Linked DNA regions of Mus musculus: region 1 is linked to region 2. The links are chromatin contacts, called in public Hi-C maps. All regions are on one chromosome and are shown on one strand. The core of a region is the stretch at or near the end of the contact, and the rest is flanking DNA. Distances in the headings are between cores, read along the strand shown. Region 1 has its middle 21 kb from the start of Plekhf1. Region 2 has its middle 34 kb from the start of Gm30483.

Region 1 (4,243 bases), core at 717-3,216, 840 kb after region 2:
ATTAGCCTCTTCACTTGTGCAGGCAAAAAGACAGAGAGAGAGAGAGAGAGAAAAAGCAAAAACCCTTATTCAAAAGATGGGTAGTAATAAAATATGATGTTTTAAGAAAAATCTTCTATTGTTAAGTTTCACTGTGTGTATGTGTGTGTTTGGTGGGGCGGGATATGTGCAGGTGAGAGATCCTAAGGCCTAGGATCCCCTAGAATTAGAATTACAGGCAGCTGTGAGTTGATATGTGATGTGGGAATTGAACACTGGTCCTTGGGAAGAACTCTTCACCACTGAGCCATCGGTCCAGCCCCCAAATATAATATATAACACTCAAAGGGCTACTACCTCGTCATCAAGAGGAACTAAATGCAGATGCAACAATATGGACTAACCTTGACGGAACTATATAGAGTGAGAAAACTAGTTAGAAAATGTCTTATGTTGTATGGTTCCCTTTATTTATTTATTTTTTAAAGATTTATTTATTTATTTTAAATAACTACACCATAGCTGTCTTCATACACACCAGAAGAGGGTGTCAGATCTCATTACAGGTGGTTGTAAGCCACCATGTGGTTGCTGGGATTTGAACTCAGGACCTCTGGAAGAGGAGTCAGTGGTCTTAACCACTGAGCCATCTCTCCAGCCCATGATTCCTTTTCTATGAATCTGGAATAGGTAAATCCACTGAGGTAAAAAAGAGGTTAGTGGCTGCCCAGACAAGGGACAGCTGGTAGAGGGTCAACAGTGTGTGTACTGAGCTGTGTCCTGAAATTGTATAGTATTGATGTCTGCACCATCTTAGGGCGGTTCTAGAAGCCGCAGAGTGGCTTCTGTAAAGCGTTTGCAATGCTTTGATCCCCAGTTGGTGGTGCCATGTGGGAGGTTGTGGAACCTTTAGGAGGTGAGGTGGGCAGAGCTGACACAAGTAGATCCCTAGAGACTGGTCTAAGGTTACCCTCTCCTCTGATTCCAGTGAGTGATCTTTGTTTCCTCCTTCACCCATGTGACAAGCAGAGGAAGGGTCCCTGCAGGCAGCCACTCCTGTTTCTCAGTTCTCCCCACTGTGATCATGGCTGACTGATCCTCTGAAACTAGAGGCAAACTCTTCCTCCCCTAACTTGTTTTTCAATTGGGGATTTTGTCACAGCGTGGAAGTAGGTGTATTCTAGGAGGTGTGATTTACATCTCAATAAGACCTTTAGGGGATCGAGAGATGGCTCAGAGTTGTACTGGCTGCTCTTCATAAGGACTGAGTTCTCAGCACTCACATGGTGGCTCATGAGTGTCTGTGACTGGAGATCCTGTCTGTAACTGGATCCTGGGGATCCAAAACCCTCTTCTGAACTCCATGAGGACCAGGTACATATGTGGTGAGCAGATATATGATGCAGGACAAACACCCAGAGACATACAATAAAAATAAACATGTTTTAAATTAAAAAAATAAGACTGTTAAAACACAGCACAAGCCCACCCTGGCCCCTCTGCCCCCCAGCCACTCACTGCCCATCTCTTTTCCTTTGTGAGAGGACTCCTAAGGGACATTTCCAGGGCTCACTGTCCCTGGCCTGTCTCTTTCAATCCATAGTCCTACAGTTAAGTCTAGAAGTGCCACATGGAGACCACCACTCCATGTGCAATTGGCAAGGGTGTTTTTATTTTGCGAAAGCAAGAAGTCTGCATGCAGGAGTCGGCCACTTAAAAAAAAAATGACAATGACCCCAGACAAAGACGCACAGGCCTTTTTATAGGGAACTAGAGGAATTTTAGCTACGGTTAGGCATTCTAAAACTTCATGGGTGGGTGCTAGGGATGTCACATGGGTCAGTTTCTGATTGGCTTGTGTCCAGGTGGTCAGTGAACTGCATTCTTCTGTCATGATTGTTTAACCACAGGATGAGATACCCAAACCATATACGGCTGCCCAGCCTTGAATCCATGCTTTCTATCTACATCCAAGCCAAGCCAGAGTTGCACACAGTACATCTGCTCCTTCCTGAACCAAGGCTGAGTTACCACCTTCAGGTGACCACATACAATACCCTTGGTGTCACTGGTGTCCCAGCACAGATAGCCCATCCTGAGATAAGATTATTTCTGCATCCTTGTGGTTATCTGTAGGCTGTTCTTTGGATGGGGGATTTTGTGGCTTTGTTCCCGGAATTTATGGTCTGTTCCTGGAGCTGGTGACTTATGGCCGAGTTCCTGGGACTGATGACTTTGGGGGTTTTATGGTCAGTTCTTGGAGAGGATGACTTTCCTTTTGAAGTCAGGCCTGGCCCTAAAATGGGGTTTATGTTGTCCCCCAGTAGCCATCTTACTGAAGACCCCATCTCTGGCCTCCATGTTACTAAACCTGGGCTAGATCTCGACTTCATCTTCCTTGGCCCAGATGCACGTTGATGCTGCTGTCATTTCCTGGCTTCTGGACACTTGCTCTGCTTCTTTTCCCCCAAGATGGGGTCTAATGGCCTGGGATGCCCTGCAACTTGCTATGTAGACCAGGCTGGCCTTGAACTCACAGAGGTCTACTTATCTCTGCCTCCCTAGTGCTGGGATTGAAGTTCATATGCCACCACACCTGGCCCCTCTCTCTGCTTCTTGCCTGTGGTTCAGAATTTGAGTTCTCATAGCTATTCCAGTTGCCGTGACTGCCACTTGCCCACCATGACAGCCTCTTAGCACTCTGGAACCAGAAGCCCTGATAAACTCTTTCTTTTGTAAGTTGACTTGGTCATGGTGTTTTATCAGAGCAACAGAAAGTAACTAAGACAAGGGCCCTGGAAGCATTTTCTGAGCAGATTTCAGTGGAGGGAGTGGTTGCTCATAGATTAAGTCAGAGGAAAGGTGGGGAATTCCACAAAAGGATTGTGGAAACCAAGCTCAGCTCCTTCCCCTTGCAACTGCAAGATAACCTTATGGTTATACCTGCCTCCGTTGTTCTTTGGTACATAGACTGGGCCAGGATAAGTCACGTGATGCAGAAGTTCCCACCTTCCCTGAAAAGCTTTAAGAGTAAGAGTTCCTTTTGTTTAGGGGACTTGAGGGGCTCTTCCCTTCAACCTCTCCATCTTGCTGTACATAGTGGCTCACTCCCCCATGCATGTGGCCACATCTCTCCTGATGCTTTCTCTGGTGCAGAGGCTCTCTCCTACAGTACACACTGAAGGGTAAAGCCATGCCAGCTCCTTTACTGGGAATCTGCCTGTTTATTTCTAACTACTCCACCTGAAACCACAGCTTCAGCATCTCCCTCCCTGTCTTGTTCTTTTCCCACAGTACTTAGCCTCTGTAAACATGGTACTGTACCTGCCTGACCCGGTTAGCTTCCTGTTGCCGTGATAAACACCATGACCGAAAGCAACTTGAGAAAGAAAGGGTTTATTGCAGGGTAGAACTTATAGTCCACCATGAAGAGGATCTAGGGGAGGAACCTTCAGGAGCTGAAGCAGAGGCCATGAAGGAGTTCTGCCTACTCGTTTGCTCTCCACGCCCACTCAGCTTGCTGTTTCATACAACGCAGACACACCTGCCTCAGATGATGCCACCCATGGTGGGTTGGGCCCTCTCATATCCATTGTTAATTAAGAAAATATTTCTTCCAGGCAGCAGTGGCTCATGCCTTTAATTCTAGCACTCAGGAGGCAGAGGAAGGCAGATCTTAGTGAGTTCGAGGCCAGCCTGGTCTACAGAGCAAGTTCCAGGACAGCCAAGGCTACACAGAGAAACCCATCTCACAAAGCAAGCAAACAAACAAACAACAACAAAAAAAAAAGAAAAAAAAGAAAAGAAAAGGAAGAAAGAAAGAGAAGAAAAGAAAAGAAAAGAAAAGAAAAAGAGAAAGAAAAGAAAAAGAAAATATTCCCACAGACATGCCCAAAGGCTAGTCTGATGAGGCAACTCTTCAAAGTTCCCTCTTTCCAGATGACCCAAGCTTGTGTTGAGCTGAGAAACATTAACAGGCACATTGCCTCTCTCCACCCAATGAAAACATCTGTATCCAGAGAACAAATGTTGAGATAATCTCTTCAATTTAATAAGTTATAAAAGCATACCGGCCGGGCTAAACTCATAGGGACAGTCATGTGCCTTACAAACATCACAGTCCCTCTTTGCAGGAAATCTTCTTGGCACTGTGGAAGATCCTGGAGATATAGAGTGTAGTGGATAGTGGAGGGGCAAAGGCAGAACTCTCCTGCTTTTCCCACAGGGCTCCCTAGAATGAAATGAAAAGAGACTGACACAGCGG
Region 2 (4,700 bases), core at 1,150-3,649:
CCCAGGTTTTTAACTGGGAGCAAATCTCTCCCCTAAAAAAATTAAAAGATGTGTCCCTGCCTTGATTCCGAGACAGAGGTTGCTAGACCAGTGATGTCTCCAGCTTCCCTCTCACCTTACTTGTGGGACTATATGGACCCAAGGCTGTTGCTGGAACATTCTAGGTTCAGAAGGCCTAGAGCAGTGGTTCTCAACCTTCCTAATGCTGTGACCCTTTAACACAGTTCCTCATGTTGTGGTGACCCCTAGCCATAAAATTGTTCCGTTGCTTCTTGGTAACTGCAATTTTGCTGCTGTTATGAATTTTAATGTAAATATCTGTGTTTTCAGATAGTCTCTGGGAGATGGAGACCCACGGGTTGAGAACTGCTGCCCTGGAGTTTCCAGTGAGCAGGGGAAAAAAAAAAAAAAACCCAAAAAACATGGATTTCACTGCTGTGCAGATGCTGCCATCTACTGGTGGCACCATGTAAGTGCAGCTGGCTTTGACAGCATTCCCCAGGATAAAAAGCCATTGGGGGGTGAAGGTGGGAGGTGGGATGGGAGGGAATGGACATATGCAGCCCAGCGAGTCTGGGATATGAGCATAAACTCAGTCATAGAAGCCTGAGACACCAGAGAAGAAGCTAAGGTAGACGCTGAGGGCAGGGGAAGGGGTTCACACCTACAGCTAGGAGGGTCACCTGGGAGAAGAGTGAGCCGAGTGAGCAAATGCATATACGCACATCTAAAGCGTGTGTTCAGACAGGCACCATGTGTTCCTGGCCAACGATGTCTCCCGCCCCTCAGCTTCTTCACCTCAGACTAGTAGGTCGCAAAGTCCTTGTTGCTAATGGGGATCACGGGGTGCTTGTAGGGAGAACTTTGTGAGCAGGGGTGGCATAAAATCTTACTTGGTCCTTGGGCCCTGGTGTGAGGGACCGTTGCTCCAGATCGCTTTGAAACACTGGGCTCAGTGTCATCCCTTTCTGGGGACAAGCCACCTAGGCTGAATCAGTCAACGTTTGCAGGGACACTCCCAGAGACATCAGCAAGCCAGCAATGACCCTGCAGAACACCGCACCAGACAAGCTTCTCTTAGCCTCTTGGGCCATGTGTTTAAGCTGAGATGGGCTGCCTAGGTGGGCCCTGTCCTGCATAGACAGAGGGGCATAGCTATCCCCATAACAGCCCTGGAAACAAACAAACAAACACAACACAAAACAAAACCTCCCACAATTCCCATGTGGTAGCAAACACCTTTAATCCCAGGCAGAGGCAGGCGGAACTCTGAGTTTGAAGCCATTTTGCTCTGCAGAGCTAGCTCTAGGACAGCCAGAGCTACTAGCTGTTATTTTTAAATATTGCCCCACCTTAGCAAAAGGGGCTTGCTTACTTATCATCACTTTGGATCTTTTTCTCTTTTTAAAAGAATGTATATTAACTCCATAGGTGAGTGTGTTCTATTTCCCCCTTGACAGCTCTTTCACCCTTCCTTCTTATTCCTTGCTATTATCTATACCCCTTTTCTATTTTTCCTATACATTTTTGTTCTAGATTCCACATGAGAGCCAACATTGTATATTTATTTGTATCTGGCTTATTTCACTGACCATGACAACCTCTGACTTCATCCGCTTTCCTTCTGCAGGGAACGTGTTTCCATTTTCTCTTTATGACCGACTAACACTCTACTGTGTGTGTATCTCACGTGGTCTTTCCCTGTTCTCCTGTTGGTAGGCACCTAAGCTGGCCCCGTGCATCAGCTGCAGTGCAGCAATGGCCATAGGCTTTCAGACATCTCTGTCAAATACGGACTCTGATTCCTTTTGGATCCACACTCTTTTAAACCCACAGAACTTCCTATTGGCTGACTGGTTTTATTCTCAACTCGTAGGAGGTGCTAGTGTGCCCTATTTACAGGTGGATAAACAGAGGCCTGGGGTGCTGGCATGCAAAGCAGACAGGCCAAAGATCTGAGCTAGCAGCTGTGTTTCAGCCCCCAGCCTCCCTGGAGGGAGGCGGCCAGAGTACACATGGGATCAGAGATCTTTCTAGAAGAAAGGTTTCTTTGATAGCAGCTGCGCTGACTCCGTGGGGAGTAGACTGTGTTTAAAGGCCAGGACTCCCCTCCGCCCTCCCTACCCTCACAGATTCTTACCACTCCACTCCAATTAAAAACAAAGGAACAAAAATAACTGCGCCGGCAGTTACTGTACGCCGGGACTTCACAGGCACACACTCCCTTGTGGGTACACATTTGTTTCCTCCACTCCGGAGGGAAGACTCTGAGGTCCAGAGAAGTTGCTAAACTGCCCTGAGGTCATGCGGACCAGAAGAGTGGGTCCGGGATTTGGAGTCTGCACCCCGGGGAGCCTGTAAGCGGCACCAGCTCCGTCCACCCTTCCCTGTGGGTGCAGTCACATGATTAAAATGCCAAGACTTAGTTCCCCAATCAGAATTCAGGAGCCCGCCAAGGAGGTCAGGTCATTAGTGTTTATACAATCACCACGGAAGAATTAAGGGAGAGAGAGAGAGAGAGAGAGAGAGAGAGAGAGAGAGAGAGAGAGAGAGAGAGAACGACTCAGCACGCCTTCCTGCATACAGTTCTTTGAAACCTTCCTAAAATGAAATTAAAAGTTGGCCCTATGTGATTTATTTTTTCAATCTGAGAATCTAAACAAATGATCCCGCTTCTAGGTACATCTATCAAAGGATCTCTTCCACAGCTGGGGCCGGGGCGGTGCTGGGGCCGGGGGCCAGGGATGGGGGGTGGGGGTGGAGGGGGGTGCCGGGGCTGGGGGGTGGGGTGGGGGACTGCGGATGCTATTAGTGCTTCCAAGGCAGTTTCACCGCAGATTAAAGAAACCAGGGGTGTGGGCAGGGGGGGGGTGGTACTGGGGGGGGGATTGGCAGCCATAGTGAGCTGTATGCCTACTTGACCTAGGACGCAAACCTGTTGTACTTTCCAGAAGGGACCAGGGCACTATTTCCCTGTAACGTGCTTTTCATATGGAACTCTCCCTTCGCTGTAAAGATCTGTCTTTAATAGTGCTGTCCTAAAACGCAGCCTATTTTTCAATTCCCTGATCGCGGACATATAGATTTTTATAGTGTCTGCAAGCGAGCATTAACGTTAATCCTGCCTTGCCCCTTTGTGTTCCGTTAATGTCACAATCTGCTGTAAAGCCTTGCCAAGTTTCTTAACTGTCATGTTAATTCCTAGACCTAGTCTGCACTCTTTGACATTTCAGGACAGAACAAGGCAGTAAAAATAGATTAGAAACAGCTTAGAAGTATTACAAAAAACCTAGAACTTTACAGATGGTGGGATCAGGCCTGCTGCATGGAAATCTAGCAAGCCCGGACATAATAATATTAGGAGAGGCTATTTCTCTCTAAAGTAAATATTTAGAAGGGCCTTAGAACGCTGGCTAGGGCATGCGCACAGGCTGCTATGTTATGTCCCTTTAAGTAACTTACAGGGTGTTTAGGCACCATCCTGAGAATTTTAGGCTTCAAAGGTTTCTCTCTCTCTCTCTCTCTCTCTCTCTCTCTCTCTCTCTCTCTCTCTCTCACACACACACACACACACACACACACACATCAATAAAAGAATAGAGAGCAAGAGGTGGATTTTATTCATAATCAGTTCAAATATCACATGAACTATTGGTGTGTGTGTGTGTGTGTGTGTGTGTGTGTGTGTGTCTGACTGTATTTTCCCAAGTGAGGGTGAAGGCATTACTGTACTGTACTTTAGACGATAAAAGACACCACTTTGTGCTAAGAAATCTGCACGAGGGGCCTGGAAACCGGATCCTGTTTTCTGAAACTGATTGTGGAGGAGCAAGCTGTTTAAAAAGTGCACTATCCATTTCAAAGGGAGAAGACGGAGTTAGGGTTAAATGTGTTTTTCTTTCCACACCCCCCCATCACCACCACCAAAGGGAAACTATTTCTTAAATTTAAAAAGAAAGAAAGAAAAGAAAGAAGGGCCAGCCCTCCCTCTCCCCTTGAAGGACTTATTTCCCTCTCCCTGGTGGAGCTGTTTGAATAGCCCCCGTCCTTGCCAAACCCCACCCTCGGCTCTTTTCTGTGTTCTTTTCTCATTATCTGTCCAGTCATTTTCCCACAGCCCCAACGGGCAGTCAGGGCGGCTTAAACACAGCACAGTATTAATATAGGGAAATGGTCTTCAGTTCTCTCTTGATCCCCTAAGACGCTATGTTGAAATGATAATTGATACACTCTTCGTTGAAAAAAAAATATCAGAGAAAAACTACTTTTCAGTCACCACAAGGTATTATCTTAGTTCGTGTATTCAGGAGAAACAGATACATCTAAAAAAGAAAAAGAAGGAAAAAAAAAGTATCCCACTACCCCCCCCCCCATCTGCGGTAGACTGCAGCCCGCAATTCTTTTCAGCTGACATAATCCAGATTGATTCGTTCAGCAGATAAAATTCAGGCCACTTCTGCCCTTTATGGGAGCAACATAATACCAGTCTTTATTCAGTAACAATGTAGCATAATGGGATCGGAATGTGCAAAATGAGTGTTCTTAAATTACTGCGCCTCACAAGGACCCAACACAAGCTGGGGCTTAATGTAAAAAATCATTAGGCACCGATTTACCAAAATGCGCCTGCGTTAAGGAGGTCAGCTTGGGGATGGCATTTTCGGGAGGGAACCTCTTTGCTGATATCTTGATGGTAACTA

The links. Hi-C and Micro-C count contacts between places; a contact is called where the count stands out from the background.
Region 1: a contact with region 2 is called in a Hi-C map of cardiomyocytes, with 3 times the contacts expected there. The contact joins two enhancer-like sites. A contact is called at or near these places in 3 of 15 datasets of contacts at CTCF or cohesin (the NIH/3T3 cell line, large pre-B cells and pro-B cells), 7 of 484 Hi-C or Micro-C datasets (the C10 cell line, the G1E-ER4 cell line, the HPC-7 cell line and 4 more) and 6 of 115 datasets of contacts at active chromatin or transcription factors (T-cell acute lymphoblastic leukemia, astrocytes, embryonic brain and 3 more).

Annotation. Positions count from the first base shown.
Region 1 is chr7:38,204,860-38,209,102 of GRCm38.p6, forward strand. No RefSeq gene overlaps it. Among named protein-coding and RNA genes, the nearest start is that of Plekhf1, 21 kb to the right of the region's middle. Within about 2 kb of position 1,967, at least 39 of the 459 cell types and tissues checked have an H3K27ac peak or open chromatin away from gene starts, as enhancers often do.
Region 2 is chr7:37,359,897-37,364,596 of GRCm38.p6, forward strand. It overlaps a transcript of Zfp536 not described here. Among named protein-coding and RNA genes, the nearest start is that of Gm30483, 34 kb to the left of the region's middle. Within about 2 kb of position 2,400, at least 76 of the 459 cell types and tissues checked have an H3K27ac peak or open chromatin away from gene starts, as enhancers often do.